Regions from separate parts of the Ovis aries genome. Here region 2 is linked to region 1. The links are chromatin contacts, called in public Hi-C maps. All regions are on one chromosome and are shown on one strand. The core of a region is the stretch at or near the end of the contact, and the rest is flanking DNA. Distances in the headings are between cores, read along the strand shown.

Evidence for each region. Hi-C and Micro-C count contacts between places; a contact is called where the count stands out from the background.
Region 2: a contact with region 1 is called in a Hi-C map of hypothalamus, with 6 times the contacts expected there. The contact joins two enhancer-like sites. A contact is called at or near these places in 9 of 16 Hi-C or Micro-C datasets (blood, hypothalamus, liver and 4 more).

The regions. Positions count from the first base shown.
Region 1 is chr6:58,178,860-58,185,010 of ARS-UI_Ramb_v3.0, reverse strand. No RefSeq gene overlaps it. Among named protein-coding and RNA genes, the nearest start is that of TBC1D1, 260 kb to the right of the region's middle. Within about 2 kb of position 2,455, at least 33 of the 54 cell types and tissues checked have an H3K27ac peak or open chromatin away from gene starts, as enhancers often do. A contact at or near this core is called in hypothalamus, liver and tail adipose tissue, where this site is marked.
Region 2 is chr6:58,652,931-58,659,081 of ARS-UI_Ramb_v3.0, reverse strand. All of the region lies in intron 1 of KLF3 (KLF transcription factor 3), which reads right to left. Among named protein-coding and RNA genes, the nearest start is that of KLF3, 9.2 kb to the right of the region's middle. Within about 2 kb of position 3,046, at least 33 of the 54 cell types and tissues checked have an H3K27ac peak or open chromatin away from gene starts, as enhancers often do. A contact at or near this core is called in hypothalamus, liver and tail adipose tissue, where this site is marked.

The DNA.
Region 1 (6,151 bases), core at 1,206-3,705:
TTGCTCAGTCGTGTTTGACTCTTTGCAACCCCATGGACTGCAGCCTGCCAGTATCCTCTGTCAGGGATTCTCCAGAGAAGAATACTGGAATGGGTTGCCATATCCTCCTCCAAGGTATGTTCCCAACCCGGGGATTGAACCCAGGTCTCCCGCATTGCAGGCAGATTCTTCACCATCTGAGCCACCAGGGAAGCCTGACCCAGTACTGCTGCTGCTGCTAAGTCACTTCAGTCGTGTCTGACTCCATGCGACCCCATAGACAGCAGCCCACCAGGCTCCGCCGTCCCTGGGATTCTCCAGGCAAGAACACTGGAGTGGGTTGCCATTGCCTTCTCCAATACATGAAAGTGAAAAGTGAAAGTGAAGTCGCTCAGTCGTGTCCGACTGCAGCCCACCAGGCTCCTCCGTCCACAGGATTTTCCAGGCAAGAGTACTGAGTTTCCCTAAATCTAAATTTGTGTGTGTGTGTGTGTTCAGTCATGTATAACTCTTTGCGACCCCATAGACTGTAGCCCACCAGGATCTCTATCCATGAAATTTTCCAGGCAAGAAACACTGGAGGGGGTTGCCATATCCTATTCCAGGGCATCTTCCTGACCCAGGGATCAAACCCGAGTCTCTTGCATCTCCTACATTGGCAGGGGGATTCTTTACCACTGTGTCACCTGGGAAGCCCCAAACCTAAATTTACATGTCTGTAAAATTGGTTTGATTACCTCTCTGGTTGGTTTCCAGGCATAAATGAATGAATGCATGTAAAGTACTTATTAAAGTAACTGCCATGAAGTAAGCTTCAATAAGAAGGAACCATCACTGATTTATTTCATTCTTAGTGGAGAACAGTTCATCTGGGGGCATCTTTGAGAGGTCAGGATTTCAGAACTGCAGGGAGACACAGTGGTTTCATGGGAAGGCTCTGATATACCTATGTGTAAATGGATACTTTCTGCAACAATGCACAGCTTAAGTGGGACCTGTCACCTGGTGGTCAGACGTTTCCCAGGTCTTGAGGGTGAGACAGTACTGCCAGAGAACCCAGTTTGATTTCCTGGTTCAAAAATCACACCTGTGAAACTCGATCCAGGTGGGAAATTCTTCTGGCTGCTTCTGCTCAAGCCATGGTTCCTTATCAAGTTATGTCTCTGGGTCACTCTGAGGTCATCTTTTAAATTAATGTGACAGACAAGGAAGGCCACAAAACCTCGCTGCTTAGCCTTCGCCTACAAGTCCATCGCAGCAGCGAGTTGACTGAACACGCACTTGGTACTAGTAGCCTTTTGGTCATCAGTTTCTTTAATCCTCCAGCAAGCCTCCAACAACCCTCCATCAGGGCAGCTGCAGTAATCCCCCTTTAAAGATGAACCATCTCAGGCTTGCAGTGTCCAAGGTCACAGCTGGCAAGTGGAGCAACACTGCAGGTAAGTAGGGAGCTCTTGCCACCCGGCCATGCTTCACAGAAAACCATTCGTCCTGTTCTGCTCTCCCGTGCCACGTGTGTCAATACTGCATCTGAGAACAGAAAGAGGTTTGAAATTCTCATTTTCCTCGCTTGCTAAAGAGAAGCACAGCCTGTTATAAGGCTCTACCTTGCTCTGGCTCTCCAGATTCTTCCTCCAATCCTCTTTATAGAGCACCTCCCTTTACCCCCACAATACCTGCTCGGGATTCTTCCTGGCCCTTCAAAAAACAACTGGCAAAAAGCAACTAGCTTGAATCCCTTTAGTTTGGCTAAGACGCCCCTTTTCAGGGGACCTGGTTGGAGCAAGAGTGCCACCTGCTGGAATGTCTGAGTCACTGCCAACACATGTTCCTTGGGCCAACGTGGGCCGGCAGGCGGAGAGGCTTAAGCCTGGCCAAGGAATCAATCAGTGTTCACAGAAACACCTCAGCAGCGTCCAGGCATCAACTTACTGACACTCAGTGTTTAGTTGTTCAGTGGTATCTGACTCTTTTGTGACCCCGCCAGGCTCCTCTGTCCATGGGATTTCTCAGGCAAGAACACGGGAGTGGGTCGCCATTCCCTTCTCCAGGAGATTCTTCCCCACCCAAGGACTGAACCCGTGTTTCCTGCAGTTGGCAGGCAGGTTTTTTTACCACTGAGCTACCAGGGAAGCCCAGATACTGACACTCAAGGTCTTATTCAAATACAAGTTTGGGACTTTAAGGCTGTGCAGTTCTTGTTTCCAAATAGGGGCTGGGATGAGGGTGGGGCAAGAGGGGCAGGGCCATGCAAGTACAGTACATCCCATCTTTGCGGAAAATTGTGAAACTGTATTCATCATGGATTTTTGCATCTATTTTGACTTTTTAAAGTGCATTAAAATATTACATATCTCGTTACTGAATTGTTTGGCACCCTCTCCTTTATGATTTACACCCACTGCAAAGGTTTCATTTGCCTCATGCTAGTATCGGCCCTGCTGAAGCCTTCTGCAAAAGGATTCAGTTTCCTTTCCGAGCTCTGTCTGTAGGTGAACTACACTCAAAGAGTCTCTAAGCTGAACGCCCACATCAGGGCCAGTCCCCGTGCAGCTCTGTGTCCACACTAGGCTTTTCCAATCCCCAGATCCACAGTCTGAGGTCAGGTGGGGTTGCGGGCAGTTCTTTATCTGTAGTGTGTGGGAGGGTTTCGAATGGGGGATGGTTCTCAAAACACTTGAAATTTTGTGGAAAACTATGCATTTTCTGGGGAGATGGCTTATCACCCTCCTTCATTCTCCAAGGAGGCTTGACCCCATAAAGGATAAGACTCACAACAGCCTTCATCAAAGAGTCTATGCAGGAAAAAGCAACAAGAAATGTCTTCCCACATCTGCCCTGGTAAAATGAATGTCAATCACCTGATCTGTGGTCTATAAACAGTGTTGGGAGACCCTGATACAAAGATTCAAGGGTTCTCAGAGTTTGGAGAAAGGAAAAATTCCTTTCTTGAGAAACTGGAATCTCAGCTGCATGCTGAGAACTGGATAGTCCACGTTGCCCTCTTTAGTTTTCACTCCCTGCTCTGAAAACCTCTCAACCTTGCCATTGTTCTCAGGCAAAGCTCTTTTGCAAGCTCCAGACTCTTCCACCCTCCTGGCATCCTTAACCCATCCTTCAAGATCAACTTTCTCCTCATTCTCAGGCAGGGCTAGGCTCTTACACATTCCCGTTAACCTGCAGATGACTTTTCTAGATTGATTTGCATATTGATCTACCTTGCCCACAAGGTTGTGAGTCCCAGAGGGCAGGAATCCAGTCTTGTTTGTTTCCATACCCCCAGTTCTTGGCAGAGTCAGTGTGTTAAAAAAAAAAAAAAAAGTTAGATGGATGAATAAATAAATAGATCTGTGAATGAATGAACAACACATGCCCTCGCCCAAGCCTTCTTGTGCTGGATGAGGAAAGTGAGACTCCCATAGACACTAGAAGGTCAGTGGGCCTTAGCCGAGCAGGGGCTCCCCCAGGAGCCCCACCAAGACCAGCTGCAGGCCACCCCACCCCCACACCCCAGCTGTGCACTGAGGTCAGAGCCCTTAGCAGTCACTCTAGAGCCAGCCACTTGCCCTGCTTTTCCTTCCTTTTGCTGCTCCTGGTTCAGAGCATGAAGTAGGAAGACAACTAACCAGGGGAATTCAGAGATGAGGAAGCGATCCCTGCAGTGGCCAGCTGTCCCCTTTACAGGGTCTGGAAAACCCGAATCTTCTCCGTGGTTCTCTGCCTTCCCATAGTGAAGACCTAAATGAAAAAACTATTTGACACTTTCAAACTTACTTCAACAGAAGGGGACAGAGTCACATTTCTTGCCCAGAAATACATTGTCCATGAACCTAAACAGCTCGTTTTCCTCTGCTCCCTTTCACCGGAATTAGATTCATCAGAAGTCTGATAAAATCTCTGGACGGATGAGCATCCCAAGCACGGCTGATCCCGACACTGTTCAGAAACTGGAGAGAGAGCTGGGAGGAGGGCGGCCACACCAGCTGCTTCTGCTCCTGCTCTGAAGGCGGACAGGCCTCCCAGGAAAAGCCTGGGCCCAAGCACAGCTGTGGTCGTTACTGAATCTGCAGGCTTGCCACAGACTAGAGAAAAGCTTCAAACAACAGAGCAGACCTTCCCGTGGTCCGCTGAACGGGGCTGGCTTCTCCTTGTGTTTTTATTCCTTCTGGTGGTGATCGCCCCCGCCCACACACAGGGCTTCCTCAGCTCAGGCTGCCTTCCTCAGAGAGCCACAGGAGACCCCTGTAGCCCCCCTACCCCACCCCACATTCTCCCCCAAGAGCTCTCCTCAATGAAACCAAAAAACAAAAAATTCTTTAATACAGGTAAATCCGGAAAGTGTTTCCCTGGTGGCTCAGATGGTAAAGAACCCACCTGCCAATGCGGGAGACCCAGGTTCGATCCCTGGGTGGGGAAGATCCTCTGGGGAAGGAAATGGCAACCCACTCCAGTATTCTTGCTGGGAAATCCCATGGACAGAGGAGGCTGGTGGCCTACAGTCCATGGGGTCACAAAGAGTCAGACAATACTGAGCAATTAAACAACAACAACAATCCAGAAAACACTCTGGGTCTTGAGTCATGACTTTGTAAGCAGCCATTGGGACCTTCTCTCGTCCACTTCTCAGAATCACTGGTCCCTTCTCCGAAGAACACAAAAGCCCACACAGGAAAAGGGAGGGCTGTCCCAAACTTACAGCTGGGAAAAGGGAAATCGTTACTGTTTGTCCTCAAATGTTCACCGGTTCCAAACTCCCCACCTCTTCCTGAAGTCGGGTAGAAACCAGCCACTTGTTCCAACCCCAAGGTTCTCTGTCCTGTGTCTTTTCTGTTGCCCTAGATCTTAGATCTCTTTCTGTTCCCTTTTGTACCTACTAAGTAAGTAATAAATATTGATTGACCGATAGTAGCCTAGAAAGCCTAAAGCCAATGTAAAACCAAGGGCATTTTTATAAAAATAGAAACCATTTAGGAAGTGTTGCTATCAACCAGGCTCTTTATTTAATATTTAATCCTCCCTGCCATCCTGTAAGATGTGTTTTTATTCCATTTTTCAGGTGAGAAACGGAGGCTTGGAAGGATTCTGGGGGTGCAAACAGCTTTTCAGGGGTGGAATTAAGATTCCAAGACTGACCTGCAAAGCTTTGCCTTCCATCACTCTAGAGTTTCCAGTGTTTCAACAGATGGCCCAGGGAAGTTTTCATTCACTATCACAAAGGACCCAAGGGATCAGGTACGCTAAGTCATTTCAGCTGTGTCCAATTCTTTGCGACTCTATGGACTTTTGGCCTCCAGGCTCCTCTCTCCCTGGGATTCTCCAGGCAAGATTAGTGGAGTGGGTTGCCATGCCCTCCTCCAGGGGATCTTCCCGACCCAGGGATCAAACTCACATCTCTTATGTCTCCTGCATTGGCAGGCAGGATCTTTACCACTAGTGCCACCAAGGGATCAGGATGCTGCGAAAAATGCAGCCAGGCCCAGAGCAGGGGGGCTTCCTGTGTGCTAGAGGTGTCATTGCTTTTCCTGGCAGAGCTACAGTTACTGCCCAGAACAAGCCCTCTTTCCTACGGTTCTGCCATTCCCTCCTAACCAGGCCCAGCTCTTCTCACTCCGGTCCACCTTGGGTGGGTATCAGGCCAATCCTTCCTTTGTCTCCTTCATCTAACTGGCCCTGGGCTGGGAGCATGGTGCACTCTGAACCTATTCCAGCACTGTCTACTCTGGAAGACAGACTGGACCTCGGAATCCTTCTTAACACAGCATTCCAGGCCTAGCCACTACCAATCAATCAGCATTGCTTCTGAGATTAAGCCTACTGGTCATTATTGGCACTAGAAGTAACCAATACAACTTAATTTCCATTTCCTTCCATCCTTCCTGCCTGTGTCCCCTAGCATTTCTGGGATGGATGGTGGGATGAATGATAAAGGGAAACTGAGTTCTCAGCTTAAGAGGGGCACTGGTTGGCACCACTCCTAAATCTGCTGACTTCACCCAGTGCCGATGCCTCCATGACAAAACTTGCTCTGGCATGAAGCGTATTTTGTGGTATTTGTTACAGGAACTGGTGAGATTCCTGGGTCATCCGGAGGCCATGGAGGATCCTCAACGTCAGCACTTTGCTTCTCACTCAATCTCATTTCCTCCCCCTCTAATATATGCTTGAGCTTAAA
Region 2 (6,151 bases), core at 1,797-4,296, 470 kb before region 1:
GGAACAATGTCAAGTACTTGCCTCTTTCCTAGAATATTTAGCCTTAGTGGTCAACACCACCCCCTCCCCAACACACACACCCTTAAAAAACTCAGACTAAATTCAGTTCAAAAAGCAATGGCTGCTTTCATTCTATCTGAGATCTCATACAGGACCCCGTCACTCGATAATTGCACGGTCCCAATAGTTTCCTATCATCTCTACTCTTGCCTTACCTGGAATCCTTTACTACCAGCAGGAGCAGCACAGTGGATGGGGTCTGGAGCTCATTTTGGTTTAAATCCTAACCCCATCATTTAGCTCATAAAACCTTTTTCAAATGACTTTTTCAAATGTCTACAGCAGTAAGTACTGAACCCATTTAGAAATGAATGACACGTTAAACTTGCTACAGTTTGTGTCATTTTAAGACATTAGTGAAATTACTTTCATTTGTTAGTTTTCATGTTTTATCTAAATTTAAGGAAATTAGTGCTTTGAAACACTTGTAATCTTAAGAGAAAAATTCATCTAGCATAAAGCATCCCTCCTAACAAAACTGGATTCATTTTTCTTAAAAAGTAATTGTTTTAAGGGTTGTTTATTCAGAACTTTACCTCGAAGAGTAACTCAATCACTGACGAAAGGATACTTCTCATACACAAGGATTTCAGCTAATAAACAAGTAATGATATTATAGAATTTAGAACACCTCATTTTAAAACTCCTAACTAAAGCATCACTTGGCAATAAAAGGTCTGTGCAAAATTCAAATGTCACTGTGAACGGAACCACACTCACTGTCCACTCACACGTGTAACAGCACTTTGCTCTCAATCTCGTAGCTTCTAAAATGACTGATTATACTTTCAGTGATAGTCAAAGGCTATGGAGGACATATTAAAAAAAAGAAATAGAAGAAAAAGACACACCCTAACCTTGGACCACTTTTGCCACTAGCGTTGACCTTATCTTTGGGTCTGATCTAGAATAAGAAAAGAGTGACTGCAAAGTCACTGAAGGGCCTTCCATATAATTCAGCACTGGAAGAAGTGGGGTCTCTAAATTTAGTGGCTTTTGTTATGCATGGGCAACTGAGCTCTGGGGCTATTGAAAGAAAACTTAAAATGCTATAGAAAATCTATCACTACATAACCCTGACAGCAGTTCCAAGTAAGACCATTAGGTGGTGAGCTAAAACAAGTATTTAAAGACTAGGACACAGGCAGTAAATTGAGCTTGCCAAAGTCAGGGTCTTTAAATCTAGTGGGTTTTAACTAGGCTCAGGAATTCTTATCACAGAGATTAGAAGGCCCCCAAAAGTGGTTCTGTTTTTCTTACAACTAGTTCTCAAGCATTAACAGGTTTTCATCTTAGTTGTGTTAAACTAGCTTAGGAGACATACATTCTAAACTAGTAATCCCAGGATAACAACACTGCATTTACAAGAGGGAAAAAACAGGCAAAACAGGTTTAAAAAAAAAAGTCTAAGTTATCAAAGTGCCTAAAAGCAAAAATATAGAAAATAATTGCCAAAATAATTTTCCATCACGGACAAACATCTTCTTCCTCAACTGTTATTTTGCTGGGAAGGGCCAATACAGAATTTTCCTTCAAAAGGAAAAAACATTTTCCTTCACACTCTGCTTATGCTTCTGACTTTTTTCAGCTGTCATAAGAAGGCTCAGATTTTTGTCAAGATGCACAACTGCATGTTTATGTCTTAAGAAGCTTTGGTGAATCACTTACATGAAGTTTCACAAGCAATTATAGTTCCCTCTCACATGGTCCTTTTCAGCCCTCCATGGGGCCTACTTGACAATTGCTTCATGAGGGTACAAATGAGCTGCAGAGCTTAGAAATACACACAGGGCTTAATGTAAGAGGTTATGCTGCCAGCCTCCTTTGAAAATGGCTTGCCTTGAAGCTATGGCACATTTTATTACAGAAACAACCTTATAAATAACTGCCCCTTCCTTAGAAGAATGGGGGAGGGGTGGGGAAGAAAGGGAAAGAGGAGGGAGGTGTGTGGCAGGGGATGGAGGGGGGTCTGGAGAGAGAATGTATCGAAATAAATTTCTTGGCGATCTATCAGGATTTGCTCTGACATTCTCCCTTCTCCTCTCCTGTCTAATGCACTCAAAGGGACCCTGGATCCTTCTCCCCAAGCCCAGCCTGACCCTAAGCTTCCAGACTATCTGCCTCCTTCAAAGCTGATCTTTTGTTTCCTAGCCGACCTCAGCCAGGTGTAAGGAGAAAAAAAGGATGGCCAAACCAGCACATCGTCTGTTAAGTGCCCCTTTCAACCCATCCAAGCCTCTGGGCTTTAAAGGAGGAAGCATGCTGCCTCCTTTCACCTCTCACTCCCAAAAGGAACTTCAGGGAAAAAATAAAAAAGACAAATTAAAAAAAATAAAGGTGCGTGGCTGAGTGTGTGTGTGTGTGAGAGAGATTCTTGGTCAGGAGGAGGACCAGGGTGGGCAGGTAACATTCCTAAACTTCCTCTCCAACTAAACTTTTCTTTCTTTACTTTTGTACCCTAACTCTTTCAAGAGCTCCAAGGAGTTGCGTATTTAATGGCAGCTGCTCTGGCCAGAAATCCAAGGGGCCGGGCAACAGATGGAAGTGGACATTTCTAAGTCGGAGCCTCCTTTCAGAGCAGCTGAACGCTGGCACCTACCTGGAAAGGCATCTCGTTTTCATGACACTCGCTGATTTTTCTCCTACCTCAGTCTTCTACTGTTGGTGTGAAAGGAAAAAAAAATTCCGTGGAACACTTCTAAATCTTTGCCCCTCATAAATTAGTTATTTTGCATCAAAATGTTTTGTAAATGGGAAAGAAGTTAATTATTTAGTTTCAGATTAAATATAATGATCCATGAGCAAACAATCCGCCCTCTCTCCTCTCTGGGCTAACAAGCCACCCAATTTTACTTTCCTGCCTCCACCCATCTGCTCCACCCTATGGAGAGTTGCCAAGGCAGTCCAACTTGTCCAAACAGGACATGGCTTCAGATAAGATTCTGCCCACACCCTGTACTTCGGAAAGACCAAGTGAAGCAATTGATTTTGCATGTAAATAAGGACAGGTGCAAAGGTAACAACCAAGTGAAGTCCCTCCACTTTTCCAGACTAGGGCCCAGCAGAGCAGGGGTGGGGGCGGGGAGACACAAACCCATATCCTTTAGGTGAACTCTCAAGTTCAGTGCCACTTAGTTAGTGGCCTACCACATCTTTCTTAAAGCAATTTTAGTGAACACTAGTCATTTTCCCTATTAAGGTTATGTACGCAGTTTTCCTCCCCATGCCGACAATTTTTGTTTTTTAGTTTTAAGGGCCAGCGACCCCAACTCGGTTGAAAAGCACCCCTAATGCATAATCCTGCTGTGCACATGGCTTACGCAGCCTGCCTTGGCCCTGAGTTTTCTCCTGTGATGTGTTATATAATCAAATCCAGAAGGGCTGTGTGAGGCCACTGCCTCTCCACCGGGCGCCCTATCGCTGGAGACCCACCCCACTCCACCCTGAGGGGCCTCCACCCATGGGGCCCCACCCTCGGAGTGCGAGGCTGGGAGGGACCAATTGGCTCCAGCCAGCTGCCAGTTCCTGGAAATTCCGGCCTGAGCAGCGATGGCTGGAACCTTGCAAATAACCAGAAAGAAGTGGCATTGCTTCCCCCAGCTCCTGAGGATGCTTCACTAAAAGCTTCACGGAACCTCTGGTTGCGCACACGTGAGCTGTTGCTGACCACTCCCTTCAGAAGCTAACAAACAGAAAGGCACTCTGCGCCACTGCTGTGTGAGAGAATTCAACATGCCCCACCCTAATCCTCCTTGTCCCCAAAAGGCTGCGCCCCACATCTGCCTTATCTCCTGGCCACTCACCTCATCTTTCAAGCTTTCCTCACCAACTTCTCTATTTCTACTACTGCCGTGGCCGGGCTCTCAAACCTCAAGACTGTGTTACAGGGTCTCCCCTCCATGGGACTCCTATGCCTGCCCCTTGGACCCTCCAAGCCATTCTGACCACTCCTCCCCCCCGCCGACCTGCCACTTGCCACGTATCACAAAGCCCTCTTCTCAGCGAGTCTTTTCCAAACTCCCAAACTTTCCTCCAAGGGACACCCTTAGGGCTTGGAGGGCAGGTTCAAGCACCATGGCTCAGCACCCCCTTTCCTACCAGCTGCTCCCCTGCTCCACCAAGAGCCCTCCAAGCCGACTGCCCAGTTTCTCCCTCCACCCAGCCCCCTCCCCAAAGCCTTTGTTCATTTTTGGCCCCGATGCTGGGCAACCAGAGTGGAATGCCCATCCCCTTCCGGCTTATCTAAATCCTCCTAATTCTTCAAAGACCAGCTCAAGGCCCTCCCCACTCAGTGCAGCCAGCTGATTGCTCCTGGGCCCATCTGAGGCAGCCTCCTCTTACCTAGATAGGTGGGCCTTTCTACCTTTCAAATAGGCTGTCCAAGACCACCACCAGGATGGGCAGCACCTGAGCATGGGCTTACTTCACAGCTCCTTAGAGGGGTTCCCTTCCTGCTCCCCAACGGAGATCAGGCACACCCACTAAGTCAAGGTTTTGCCAGGCATAAGGAGTGGATATAAAAGCCCTGAGCTATAGGAGTCTCAGTCACTTCCCTTTCTCTTTAAATGCACTTGAAAATCTCCCTTAAAAAAGTAACATGAGTGAGGGGGCGAGGGGGCCTAACTTAAAGGAAATCTATTAAATGAAACTTCCTCAAAAAACCTATTGCTCCTAACAATAACCCTTTGCTTTTTATTACTCACCCAGAGAGCTCTTCTAAACAAGTCTAGTGTCAAGGTCTCGATTTTAAAACCTAAATTAAGGGCGGGGGTGGGGTGGGGGGGGGGGGGGTGGGGTGGAGGACAGTGAGAGAGAAAAGAATGTAGTGACTTGAAGTGTGTGTGCGCACGTGTGTGTGTGCATGTGTGTTAACAAACATTAGGTTGTTTTGTTTCAATGCTACTTCTATGGACCAAGGAAATCCAGGAGCTCAGTGATGTCACAGGTTTCCTACTGATTATCACCACCTTCACAACAGCACTCTCCAGGTCCCATTCTTTACAAGGACTGTGTCATTTCATGCCTACGATACGGGGAGGTACTACCTTCTCATTTTACTGCTGAAACAGAGAGGTAAAGTCATCTGCCCAAGATCACACAGCTGTTAGAGGGGTAGAGCTGGGATACAAACCCAAAGCAGTCTGATTTCAGGGCTGGTGGTGACTTGGTTCTCACTTCCACTGCCTCCTGCAACAGGGCACGACCCACAGCTAGAGTGGAATGGAGAGTTCTGCAGGCAGGTCCGGTCCATTGTGGATCCAGAGCCAGGGGCAGTGGATGTATGGCAGTGGCGACCTCAACTCCTGCCCGCTGGCCCCTGCTGCCTCCCCCTCTCTGAGTGGAGGCTTGGATGCAACATCAAAAGACGGCGTGTGAAGGCCCCGATTTAGGCAAACTATTCTTCCTGGCCAATGCACCTGCAATTGGTCCATAAAACTGCTCAGAAAAAATTGGCAGCTTCACCCAAGTAAATACGGAAATCCTCATAATAACTGTACAAAGGTGGAAGGGTCAGGTCCTCATCCCCATTTTAGAAATGAGGAAATGAAGGAACAGAGGTGAAATGACTCGCCCAAATTCGCCGAGCTGGTGGGAGCTGCAGCCAAGAACAGAAGTGTGTCTGCTGCAGACCCAGGCCTCTTTCTGTTCTTCTGCTCCACTCTGTGCTGTGGGACCCACTTTGAAGTCAAATCATCTTATACTTGGGCATTCCCCCAGGGACGGCGGGGTGTGGGATTTGTGTGCTGCCGCACTGGTCCATGGGAGGCAGTGCCATGGGGAGGTTCTGGCTGGCAATTATGATTTCAAAATGACTTTTCAGGTTAGATCACTTGGGACCTACTCCATCCTTGTGGCATAGCTGAGAATAATGACCGCACGCAATCTGAGATTAGCTCTAATGAGTAGGTGCTCAATAAATACTTGTGGGATGAATACATGAATGGATGTCAAACTACCTTTCTCACATGCTAGGATGAAATGAAGGGCAAGGGCCTAAGAGTGACTGTACCTCAGGTGTCACACAAGGAAAATCTGCCCAGGGGCCAGTGGTACTAGTCTAAAAATCATCTTCTGAAACACAAAGTAAATG